2 separate regions of the Macaca mulatta genome follow, and region 1 is linked to region 2. Evidence: chromatin contacts called from public Hi-C data. All regions are on one chromosome and are shown on one strand. The core of a region is the stretch at or near the end of the contact, and the rest is flanking DNA. Distances in the headings are between cores, read along the strand shown.

What was found. A called contact is a pair of places that touch in the nucleus more often than the background predicts.
Region 1: a contact with region 2 is called in a Hi-C map of fetal cortex germinal zone, with 3 times the contacts expected there. The contact joins two enhancer-like sites. A contact is called at or near these places in 4 of 14 Hi-C or Micro-C datasets (cortical neurons, fetal cortex germinal zone, fibroblasts and 1 more).

The regions. Positions count from the first base shown.
Region 1 is chr6:150,398,766-150,405,117 of T2T-MMU8v2.0, reverse strand. The region is part of intron 16 of DIAPH1 (diaphanous related formin 1); the gene reads left to right. Among named protein-coding and RNA genes, the nearest start is that of DIAPH1, 60 kb to the left of the region's middle. Within about 2 kb of position 4,322, at least 28 of the 40 cell types and tissues checked have an H3K27ac peak or open chromatin away from gene starts, as enhancers often do. A contact at or near this core is called in fetal cortex germinal zone, where this site is marked.
Region 2 is chr6:150,364,491-150,370,870 of T2T-MMU8v2.0, reverse strand. It overlaps DIAPH1 (diaphanous related formin 1), which reads left to right. Exons shown (of 26, transcript XM_077937193.1): 18 at 1-88; 19 at 415-516; 20 at 743-982; 21 at 1,102-1,231; 22 at 1,988-2,135; 23 at 3,226-3,388; 24 at 3,511-3,646; 25 at 5,443-5,529. Among named protein-coding and RNA genes, the nearest start is that of DIAPH1, 94 kb to the left of the region's middle. Within about 2 kb of position 4,905, at least 14 of the 40 cell types and tissues checked have an H3K27ac peak or open chromatin away from gene starts, as enhancers often do. A contact at or near this core is called in fetal cortex germinal zone, where this site is marked.

The sequences.
Region 1 (6,352 bases), core at 3,073-5,572, 35 kb before region 2:
AGAATAAAACAAAAATGGAGTAATGAAATAATTGTCCTTTTTTTTTTTTTGAACAGTAACCCATTTGATCTGGCCTCATCTTAGCATGTATACATGTCCTTTTGATCTTCCTAAAAAAACTCGTACATAACAATGAACTGAAGAGTTAGTTAACCACATCAGCTCTGTAAATGTATGGCCACTTACACTAGAGCTTATAACCATTATGATGTGGGGAAGAGAGACTTGCAAAGTTCAGCCAGGGGCCCTTCCAGACTTCACTTAAGTGTGATACTTGAACAGGAGGAGATCTTTGTACTGCTAGCAAAGGGATGCAGCTCTCTAAAAGTCTTTAAAGGAAAGGAGTGGCCTACCCTACTTTTTTTCTTGCTTCCATTTCAGTTTTTGTTCTGCAGATTAATTGCTCTAGAACTTGGTGTCCTGTAACTGTTCCATGTATTAGAACTCCTTCCCATTGCCTTTGGAGCAGTGTGGAAGAATGCTTGTTATTCAGTGTTCAGTGGGAAAAGCAGGAAACAAATTATGTACACCTTATTACAATTGTTTCATATTAAAAAGAAATGCATTAGTAAAAGATTAGAAGGGAATATACTAGAATACTGTAACAGATTTTGTTAGGGTACTACATTTAATTTTTCTATAATGTGGTTATATTTTTATAATGAAAAAGACACAGGGTTAAAAAGGAAATTTCAGTGTCTGAGATGCTTGGAGAAGATTCTAGAGCACTTTTAGATTTCTAAAAGTACTTGGACCTGAGATTTCGTCTGCCAAGCCAAGTACTAGCATTCAGTTCTATAAAGCAAGTAACAGCATCCTTTACTTCACTCTTAACAGTTTCTTTTTAAAAAAACAGATTCCAATATAAAAAAAAAAAAAAAACAACTTTTCACTTCTAAGTACCGCAAGGGACCCCAGTGATATAACAGAAGAGCACTGGTAACCCCATTTCTGCAAGATGGGATGGTACCATTCTTAACTCCTGATCCTATAATAATCCCAACTCTTGTTAGAGCCAGTGATTTCTTCTTTTAGATCTATTAATATGGGAAGATACGGCACTCTCCTGTGTGTGTGTTTGCATTTCTCTTAGCAGGAAAAACTGCAAAAATCCTTCCCAGGAATTTCCCGTTTTTCCTATTCTGCTTGCATTTTTCTTTTCGGCCACGGAGTGAGCGCAGTTGAGCTATTTTGGCTCAGGTTCCAGATGGTGAGGTCAGAGACTAGGGATTGGAGGAGAAGATCAGGTGACTTTCAGTAACAGAGATGGCGGCCCTCCCATCTCCACCCCTTCCCCCCTCCTCTTTCCCCACCCTTTCCTGGCTTCCACCTCAGGAACAAAGAAGGGAAAAAAACAGCAGTATGACGAAAACCAGCAGCTGTCTCTGCAGGCTCAGGCTGGGGGCTGGGTGTTTATTCCATCTGTTCTCTTTGTTCTGCGCTTGCCATGTTACTTCCCTTCCCAACCCTGAATAAAACAGAGGGTATTTCTAGCACCCTTTGTTATGGAGAATGGTTTAGAAATCTGCAGTTTACTCAGTATTTATTTAGATTAGCGTGGGTGAGACACAGCAGATATTAAAACTGATCTGGAGCACCTAAAAAAAAGATGAAGGTACTTTGCCTTCTCATTCAGTCTTAAATTATGAATACCTATTTAATGTCAGATTTATGACAGGGAATTATCACCTATTATTTCCAATTATCAAAACATTATTTCCATAATGCGTAATTGGTATTACCTTTGTTTTATAATTGAGAGATATAAAATAGAGAATTAACATGTCCTTTGCTTATTAAGATTCTATAGCAAGTAAACACCAAGCCAGAATTTGAGCCTAGATATATTGGACTCAGAATCCAGCACTTAGTGAAAGAGAGTGGCAAGAACGCAGACATGTTGAGAGAAACCTCAGGTGCTTGCTTCCAGTGACTGACTGTGTAAAGTCACTGATGTGCTAGTGCTTCTTGCTTTTTACCGGTGATTAGTGACCTGATTTCTTCATCAAATAAATTTCAGGGGAAAAAATGAGATGGAAAGGAACATAAAGATTAAGAGAGAATTTTAAATTTTATCAACCAGTACAGTATATGGAACTTATTTAGATCTCGATCCAACCAAATGAACTATACAAAACACTTGACATTTGAGACAACTGGAAATTAGTGTCATCATGGTTTCTTCGCATTTTTTAAAAAGTCATCATCTTTTAGAGATGCGTACAGAAATAATTGCGGATCATATTTGGGATTTAGAAGTGTGTTGAGGTATAGATGAAACAGAATTGGTCACCAGTGAATAACTGTTGAAACTGAGTGATGTATACGTGGGGATTAATTGTTCTGTTTTTGTAAGTTTAATTTTTCCCATAATAAAACATTTTTTAATCCAGGAGAAGAGTTTTATTCCTAGTATCTTATTTTAATGCCTTTTCTTCTGCCTTCTAGGCTATTGTTTCCTTGCATAAACTTGTCATATCTCTCTGCTGACATACCTGAGTCCTTGCTTGGGATAGTGCCTGTCCTTCTAGTCCCTCCACACCCACATCCCAGAAGCAGACCTCTTTTTAGCACTCCCTAATTGAGTCACCATCCTGGGTGTGCTGGGAAAGTATCTGTGGGAAACTCAATGACTATATTATTGGAAAGACCAAGTGCTTGGTGAAGTGCCCAGGTTTTTAATACTGTTTTTCTGCTACCCTTCCAGACTTAGATCTGTCCCCTTCTTTGTAATTCTCAGCATCTGGTTCTTCCTTTGGGCTTCTGTCTGGCTCTGTTCTTGTCCTTTAGGTTTGTTCATTAATGCCAGTTTGCCCTATCCCTCCTTACAGCTTGCACATCTGTGATGGTCTAGTTCTGTGGGATTTTGCAGATAGTTGTATATTTTGGCCAAGATATCAGTGATATGGTTACCTTTGGGCAGGGATAACTGCTATTCGGTTGGCATATTTTTTCCATCTATAATGTATAGCTTAGTGATTGTTTTAAAGTGCTGAATCTATCCCTTATGTGTATTACAACCATGAAGAATATAAATTAGAAGTTCTGCATCTGGGCAGCTTCTGACATTAACACCTGATGGGACCCTCTTACTCTCTCCTCTTCCCAGAATTAGAGAGTTGATGTAGTGCTTAATAGACATGGCTTATTGTATGCTAGGTGAACTTGGAAATTTTATAGCTATGTTACCCTCACGGGAAGTTATTTCCTAGAGAGATTATTAAGTGTTCTGATCTTTCACATATGCCTGAGAAATCTAGGATTCTTCCACAAAGACCCTATTTCTTCAGAGAAAAATACAGTGATGCTATATATATATTTTTTAACATCTTGTGATTTTTGTGTACCTGTGTTGTATGTGTTGCCATTATCTTTAGAGACGTTGGATAAACTGGCATATTTGTGCAGCCTCCTTTAAGTAGTGGCAACCATTAATGACTTGCACCCACAAGTTTTTCCAGATGTTTCTGTTTTTTCCACCTTTCTTACATGTTCTTTTTTGTCATAGGTACTTGGCTTACTCAAGGGAGGTGTAGCATCAGATAAAGATAATGGAGGGTGTTCCCTGTAGAATAGGTACAAATGCTGCAGGCTTTATCTTGGGCAGAGCAAGTAAGGTGTTGGTCCTGAGTAAGTGAGTGAGGTTAGGTGGAGCTGCATTATAGCTCAGCCTGTCTTCCAGCCCTGTGGATATAACTGGCTTTAGAGTCAGTCTGTGTTCTCAACAGTGTTTTTGAAAAGCCCATTTTTCTATCCCACTTACTTACTCCCACCTGCAGTTCTTAAGAACATAGTTTCCAGGATGTCAGGCAACTCCCCACTCCTCCATTTCCTGTTTGTGGTCTTCATTGAGAGATGCCTGCAACAGGAATTCCTGGGGAAGTGAAGGCTATAGCGGTGGGATTCCGGGGGTCATTAGTCCATTATTGAAGCTGGGGAATCATGTACTATAAAAGGACCTCCCTTCCGTTCTGTTGTCTCCTAGAAACTATTACTGATCATAACCAAGCAGTAACTGGGACTCAGGGCTGTTGACTTGTGCCCTTTGTCTTTAGAGACTGAAAATTATTTTCCCTTCTTGTGCCTCAGTTTCTATTCTTTGAATTTTAGAGTTCAGTATCAAGATTTGTGACAAAATTAACTTGGACTCTGTAGGACTGATTGGTTTGACATGCAAAAGTAGTGAAGAACATAAAATAGGCTCCCTGTCTTGGACGCCAGGGGGTGCCCTTTCCCTTTACTTTACTGTCTGGCACTCCCTACTGCATTCAGCCATTTTAGACAGATTGTTTTTGCTCCCAGCTAACTCCATTTTGTATTTGTGACGCAGGAAAAAAAAAAAAAAAAGAGTTAGGCAAAGGAGGAGTCTGGTTTGCAGAGGGAGGGAGACTGGCTGAGGCACAGCTACGTACTCTTTTACTCAGCAGTTGCTCATCAGGGACACACCTTGCTGCAGGCTGCCTGCATCCTGAACAATCGATGCGGCAAGTCCCTACCAGCAGAGCACAGAGCAAAATGGTTTGGCTGCTGGACACCTACTAACAGTGACAGGGTGCTAGCTTTTGAGGCAGCAGGCCAGGGCATCCCCTCTGCCTCATCTAGACTGTAAGCCTGGGTTTAGGTGTTTTTGCTACAGAGATGTTTAGGGCAGTATTCTTAATTGTAGGATCAGATAAGAAGAAAAGATAACCCCAAATAAAGAAGAGGAAAAGGAACCCCTTTTACTTAGCTGTCTGGGAAGAATCAAATGCCCCGATGACTCAAGGGAAATGATCTTGAATTTTTTCTTTTAATTTTATTTTTGAAACAATGAAAAAAATGCACACATACATACACACATATATGTAAAGAGACTAGAATGAACACCCCTGTGTCCATCACCCGTTTAAAAAACTTATCAACAGCCAGTCTTGTTTCATATACCTGTATCAACTTTGTCCTTGCCACCCATTTTTTTTACATGTATCCTTGTTCATATTATTTAATCCTTAAGTAGTTCAGAATGTGTGTCAAAAAAATTAGGACTTTTAAAAGAAGATAATTACTGCCATTATCACATCTAAAAAATTCTTTAATATCAGATAGCCTGTTAGTGTTAAATTTTGCAAATTATCTTATGATAGTTGTTTTTTTTTTAATAGTTCATTTGAATCAGAGCCAAATAAAGTCTGCACATTGCAGTTGGTTGATGTCTCTATAGGTTCTCTCTTGTGCTGTCTCCCTTTTATTTTTTATTTGGCAATTTATTTATAGACTTAATTTATTTTAAAAAGAAGATATCTGCCGGGCGCGGTGGCTCACGCCTGTAATCCCAGCGCTTTGGGAGGCCAAGGCAGGCAGATCACCTGAGGTTGGGAGTTCGAGACCAGCCTGGCCAATATGGCGAAACCTCATCTGTACTAAAAATACAAAAATTAGCTCGGCCTGGTGGCGCGCGCCTAGAATCCAGCTACTCGGGAGGCTGAGGCAGGAGAATCGCTTGAACCCGGGAGGCGGAGTTTGTGGTGAGCCAAGATTGCACCACTGCACTCCAGCCTGGGTGACAGAGTGAGACTCCATTTTAATAAATAAATAAATAAATAATAAAAAGATCTTTCAGATTGGGACTGAGAAGATGCAAAGCCACACTTCCCTTCTTGCCAGAGCAGAGCCTCTCTTTAGGATTTCCCCCAGAAGCTATTGGAGACAAAGTGAAGGAGCAATGCCCTGCCACCTTCAGAGGGAGAAAGGACTGGACTCTTAACTTTTCTCCTGACGTGATAATCAGTTACCCAAAGTCTTGACAAAAGTTTGCACACTGCCTTCAACAGAGTACATGGTCATAGAAGTGGACCTTACCTGTTCTAAGAATTAAAGGAGAGCTTTTAAGCGTTGGGACAACTGTGTTTGGCCACTGTTTAATAGCTGCATCCCTATGGTGATTCTAGAGTATTAGCTTTTTTTTCCCAAATACTTTTTTTACTTAAGTAGCAGCTTTCTCCTTGGTAAGACTCAATGAATTAAGAGCATTTCACGGACTTTTACAGAAAGAAAAAGTATAATACTGTTTTGGGGTGGGGGGGATGTGGTGAAAAGTCCTTTATGGCTTCAGGATTATAATATCGCTACTCCTCCCCTTGACCTTTTTGGAGATACTCCCTGAGACTGACTTAGATGCAAATGATCAGATGAAAGTTCTTGCTTAATATTCTTCTCCCCCTTCTGAAATGGGTCAGTGACTCTGACTTTAGCAGCCACAGCAAGCAGTCTATTCCCTTGTCCAAGGGAGGGCACAGATAATAGAAGGGAATTAGCAGGGTCTGGCTTCTTGGCAAGGCTGGCAGGACACTCATAGAGTCTGGTCTGTGGAGAC
Region 2 (6,380 bases), core at 3,656-6,155:
TCTGGGTTCCTTCCGCATGCCCTATCAAGAGATTAAGAATGTCATCCTGGAGGTGAATGAAGCTGTTCTGACTGAGTCTATGATCCAGGTAAGGAGCAAGGTGGTTCTGCTGGAGCAGGCTCTTGTGTCGCTGGGTACTGGCCTCATCTCTGTGTAGATGAAAAGGATCCTCCTCTAGCATTGCTGACTTATGAGTGCTGGCTTTGAGAAACTCCCTTTTCTCTGCTGGTCGGGTTACTTCTGGTATATTTTGCAAAAGTCCCACCATCTCAGTAGCTGCCTCTCATCTCCCACCGTATGTTTCCTTCTGTGTGGTCCTTGAGCAGAGTGTGGGATTGACAACAGAGTAAAAGTTGTTTAGGCTTAGTTGTCAGGGAATCCCCCTCCAGCTGAGATGTCTCTTCCCTCTTTCAGAACCTCATTAAGCAAATGCCAGAGCCAGAGCAGTTAAAAATGCTTTCTGAACTGAAGGATGAATATGATGACCTGGCCGAGTCAGAGCAGTTTGGCGTGGTGGTGAGTGAGGCCTGTGGCAGTAAGCGGTTCTCCGCCCCCTATATTCCCCTCCCCTCTAGAGAGCAGCCTGGGCATATGCTCCTTGCTGCTTGTCTGTTTTTGAACCTGTCTTAATCTCTTCTCCCTGCTCTGGAGCTCTGATCCTCCCATAGGAGGCTCAAGCCTGTATCTTTTTCTGACTTCACTCTCTTTTCACTGTAATGGAACTGCTTGTGTTCTCTACTAGATGGGCACCGTGCCCCGACTGCGGCCTCGCCTCAATGCCATTCTCTTCAAGCTACAATTCAGCGAGCAAGTGGAGAATATCAAGCCAGAGATTGTGTCTGTCACTGCTGCATGCGAGGAGTTACGTAAGAGTGAGAGCTTTTCCAGTCTCCTAGAGATTACCTTGCTTGTTGGAAATTACATGAATGCTGGCTCCAGAAATGCCGGTGCTTTTGGCTTCAATATCAGCTTCCTCTGTAAGGTGAGCCAAAGAGTTAGAGCAGGACAACACAAGGAAGGATGCAGCCTCTATGAGTTCAGTGTTGGCAGGAGGCCATCTTGGACATGTCAGGATTTAACAGTTTCTCCTCTTGCTCTAAGCTTCGAGACACCAAGTCCACAGATCAGAAGATGACGTTGTTGCACTTCTTGGCTGAATTGTGTGAGAATGACTATCCTGATGTCCTCAAGTTTCCAGACGAACTTGCCCATGTGGAGAAAGCCAGCCGAGGTGGGGCAGTTTGGGATGAAGCTAGAGCCCAAAAGTCTCTGCGTGGGGAGGGAAATAAGACACAGTCTAGATTTGAGAGCGTTTTCAGTTCAGACTATTACAAGTGGAAATGAGATAGGATTTAGGCATGGTGCCTAAGTCACAAGGGCAGAGCGTAAGGTTGAGGAGAGATCTTTATGTGTAGAAATAGGAAGCACTCTTCTCTTCCTAAGGAAACACTAAACACCAAAAAACAACTAGAAAGGCAGGTGTTTTTAGTCTAGGTTAACAGTTCTTTTCATTAAGAAAACATAGACTCGATTAACAAAAATTAGGCCTCACTGTCCTGGAACTAGACAAAGAAAAAGCAGCATTCATTGGAAATTGGAACAGATTTCTGCCCCCGCCTCTATATTTCTATGTATATCTCTCTCCTCCCAAACCCTGTTCTCTAAAATAAATGAGACCAAGATCTCAGGAGATTTCATAGACTCATGTTAAATTAAATGAAGTCTTTCTTCTGTTCCTAGTACCGCATACCTTGTGAAGGCTGGAGGTTCAATGATCAAATAATTTATAGTCTCACTGGAAAGATGAAAATTTAAGTATGTGACACAACTAAAGTACATAAGGAACTAAAATTATTAAGTGCCAGAATGTGTGTATAGACTGAAGCTCTGCTCTGAAAGGTGACACTAAGGGGTGTTGAGGCTGGGATTATTAGTAAGCTCTTGCTGTCTGTTTTTATGGTGTCTTTTCTTTTTTTTTTTTTTTTAGTTTCTGCTGAAAACTTGCAAAAGAACCTAGATCAGATGAAGAAACAAATTTCTGATGTGGAACGTGATGTTCAGAATTTCCCAGCTGCCACAGATGAAAAAGACAAGTTTGTTGAAAAAATGACTATATCCTCTCTTGAAAGGAGGGAGTTGTTCCCTACGAAGGGAAAGAAAACTTCCTATAGTGGGGGAAAAACAGGATAGATAGGGCAATATGCAATTTTTTTTCTCTTAAAAAACTCTTTTTCTTTAAATACATAGTTTTTTGGATTTGTTAGTATTTTCAGAGAGGCTCTCACTGTGTCACCCAGGCTGGCATGCAGTGGTGCCATCACGGCCCACTGCAGCCTTGACCTCCTGGATTCAAATGATCCTTACCCCCTCAGCCTCCTTGGTAGCTGGGACTACAGGCATGTGCCACCAGGCCCAGCTAAACTTTTTTTTACCTTTTTTCTTTAGAGACGGGGTCTCACTTTGTTGCCCAGGCTGCATAGTTCCTGAGAGCATTCCATTGTTGTGGAGTGGAAGCAAACCATGCAGATCAATGATAAAAGTCCTCCCGACTCCCCTGCCTGTACCCCATCTCCACTACACACACTCACACAGGCTTCCCTCTCCTTCCCCTCCCCAAAGGTAACCACTGCCACTGGACTTCGTTCTGATTTGCACCTCATACATTTATTTTAAACAAAAACTGCATTGTATTGTGTTTTGCACATAATATGTCTTGGCTATGTTTCCATAATAGTATTTATCGAAAACCCCCTTTTAGGTCAAGAGATTGAGACCATCCTGGTCAACATGGTGAAACTCCATTCCTACTAAAAATACAAAAAAATTAGCTGGGCGTGATGGTGGGCGCCTGTAGTTCCAGCTGCTCGGGAGGCTGAGGCAGGAGAATTGCTTGAACCCGGGAGACAGAGGTTGCAGTGAGCCAAGATTGTGCCACTGCACTCCAACCCGGCAACAGAGCAAGACTCTGTCTCAAAAAAAACAAAAACAGGAAAAAAAAAAAAAAAAAAAACCCTTTTAAACTGCCACCTTCTTTTTTATAGGTGTACCATAGTTCATTTTATTAGTCCCCTATTTAGGCTACCTACATGGCTTTGGTTTTTGCTGTTATAAACAGTGCTGTATTGAACATGCTTTTGCATGCCAGTACTTATCTTTGAGTAATTCCTTGGGCTAGAGAAGTGGGTCTGCTTCTTGGTCTTGGTCCTTTACTCCTTGGCCGCACAGCTTTGTAAAGGATGCACAGGAACAGTATAACAAGCTGCGGATGATGCATTCTAACATGGAGACCCTCTATAAGGAGCTGGGCGATTACTTCCTCTTTGACCCCAAGAAGTTATCTGTTGAAGAATTTTTCATGGATCTTCACAATTTTCGGAATATGTTTTTGGTGAGCAAGGGATTCTTGCTGACTGAATCTTTTGTGGGCATTTCTCACTTTCCCTGGGTTCCTGTTGGCTGGTAGTAGGTGTACAATGCCCATGTGTTCCTTCCTCCCCTTCCTTGCCCCAGCAAGCAGTCAAGGAGAACCAGAAGCGGCGGGAGACAGAAGAAAAGATGAGGCGAGCAAAACTAGCCAAGGAGAAGGCAGAGAAGGAGCGGCTAGAGAAGCAGCAGAAGAGAGAGCAACTCATAGACATGAATGCAGGTGAGGCGTGAAGATGGGTTGATGGGTTGAGATAGGAATGTTTGGAAGACTTCTCTGCCTAAGAGTCTAGAGGCAGTCTTATGTCTGAGCTCACCTCCTGGCAAATGATTTTTGGCAGTCTTCTACCTCCGAGATCCCGATGCCGGACTTTAACCCCAGTTCAGATAATGCACATTCCAACTTGCCCTGGTAAAACTTTTACCTTTTCTGTCCTTTGCTGGCTCTTGTGTTCTCTCTCATTCCCCCGTGATTGTGGTATTGCTGTGATATATACTGTTTTCCTTCTGTCCGTCCAAAGGTTCTTCTGGCCTGTTCTCATTCCCTCCACTAAATCTTTTGGGTTTTTTTTCTTTAAAATATTTTCCTGACGCTCCTCCCATCTTTTAACTGTGGTGTGTCTTCCCTTTCTGCCTATTTCACAAAGTACTGTGTCCCTAGTACCTTAGCCCAGTTGTATACACAATTAGACTGTAAATGGATTGAACTTTTGGAGGGGGTGGGGAGTCGGTCACCCTCTTCTTTTTTCAGCAGAATCTCTATTTCACTACCAGAAGCATGTCTTTGTTGAAACATATGGTTTCAATTACTGGCCCTCTGTTTCCTGTCTCTGCTTCTTTCCTGCTGCAGATTCCCTACCCCTTCGCCCCCACTGCTCTCTCTGTGGGCAGCGGAAATACAGCATACGCTGCTCACACAGCACTGAGCTGATACCACCCTCCTCCGAACCTGAGGGGCCACGAGCCTTCTGCAAATGAAGAGGTGTTCACAGAGCTGCTGAGTTTGTTAGGAATCAGTATTTTACAGACCACGGACACAAGGGCTGCTCTGATACCTCTTGCTACCAGGGACTTTTCTTTATGCTTTTCTGGAAAGCAATTTCCTTGCCCTTAGTTGTAAGCCACAACTTTGTAATGCTATTAAAGCCCACACCAAGTATCCTTCACCTTCCCCTGGGACTCCAGGGTTTGCCCCCAGGTACTGGCTAGGATGCAGTGGGGGAAGGTGGAGTCCCGCTGACATGTGGGATGAGGGCTGCACCGGGTCAACAGGCGGCGTAATGGACCTTGCCCAGTTTCCAGTACCTGGGTCAATGAGGGTGGAATGTAGGTCAGCTGCAGTGGTGATGCTCAGCCAGCAGGTGGTGCTGGGAGCAGTGAGCCCCAGCCTTGGAACTGGCAGCCTATGGGCATTTTGGGATTTCACAGTTTCAGATTTCACTATCCTAAGCTGTTGCCATGGAAACCGAGCCGGCTAGAACAAAGATTTTACATTAACTCTTTGTGTTCCAGCCAGGCTGCTCCTCTTAGATGCAGAGGACTTAGACATCAGGAAGACTTAGCCACTGGAGGCAGTACTTCAGGGAAGTGTACTCTTTGATCAGTGGTCTTTCCTCAGCCCTGCTCTGAGACCTAACCAGGCGAAACACTTTAGGATAAAGAGGGAGTGATATAGTTGCTGACTAATTTCACAGTCATAGTCTTTACTTATCCTGGTCTTGGAGTTGGGCAGTTCTATAATTTTGTTGCTAGTCCTGATTGGGGTGGGGAGGATGGCATTGCGGGAAGATATCCCAAGGTTTGCATTGGATACTAGGCAATGAGATCTTTTGTTTTAACCATTTGTAAGCAGATACAAGTAAACATGAACTTGTGAGACTTAAGGCTGAGCTCTCTTTGTCTCTTCTTAGCTGCCAGCTGCTGTGAGAGAGCAATAGCCATGCATTTTGTGTGGGGCTTGGTATTTGCCATGCTGCTCTGGCCGAAGAGTTCACATCTCCATCTTGTTCTTTATAACAGAGGGTGATGAGACAGGTGTGATGGACAGTCTTCTAGAAGCCCTGCAGTCAGGTGCAGCATTCCGACGGAAGAGAGGGCCCCGTCAAGGTAAGTAAGCACATGGAGCTCATCCTGGGTGTCGAAGTGGGTGAGGGCTCTCTACTCCTGCCAGTCTGAGGCTGAAGAGCAAATAATGATGTTCTAAGCATCTTTTTAATCCCTGCATCCAGAACGGATTATCTAGTCCTCTTCTTCCCATGTTACAGAGTAGCGACTTAGAAAACAAGTTTAAAGGGCTGACAGTAAATCAGTTACATTGGATTATGCCACATTTCTCCCCACTCTTGAAGCCGATATTTGGAACAAAAGAACTGAGCTGCAGGACACAGGGATTTGAGTGGGCATTTGTGTGTATGAACAAAAGTTGATCTAAATACAAAATGTATATTAGGTATAGATTGAAATTCAAATTAAAAATAAGTCAGAGTCCGTACTCTGGACTTCACAAGCAGAAGGCATACATAGAGAGAACTAATAATAGAAAGTATACAATTTTGTAGAGAGGTTTAGGCATCATTATTCCCAGACAGAAAAATATAGAGGAGCATCTCTATTGAAGGATTATGCCGTGACTGAAAACTACCTTTTCCTTGAGTGCAGTTAGCCTCTGTTGCCCTTGCCTTTCCCCCATCACTGCCCTGCAATCTCCTTTCACATCTTTTGGAAGATCTAAGTGGATTACATTGAGCTAGAGATTCTAAAAAGAGCTAGGACAAATGATCTAGGTATTAGTATGGGAAAAGATTAATGAGTAAGTTCCCCCTGAGGGAATCTTAAAGTGGCCAGGAGACTAATTCAAAAGAAGGTATAGCCAAGGCTGCCCCTCATGTGGAATTGACCTGCACCATTGTGTCTAGTGAAGGTCTTTTGAGGCTAGGAGTGGTAGCTTCTTTTCTAAT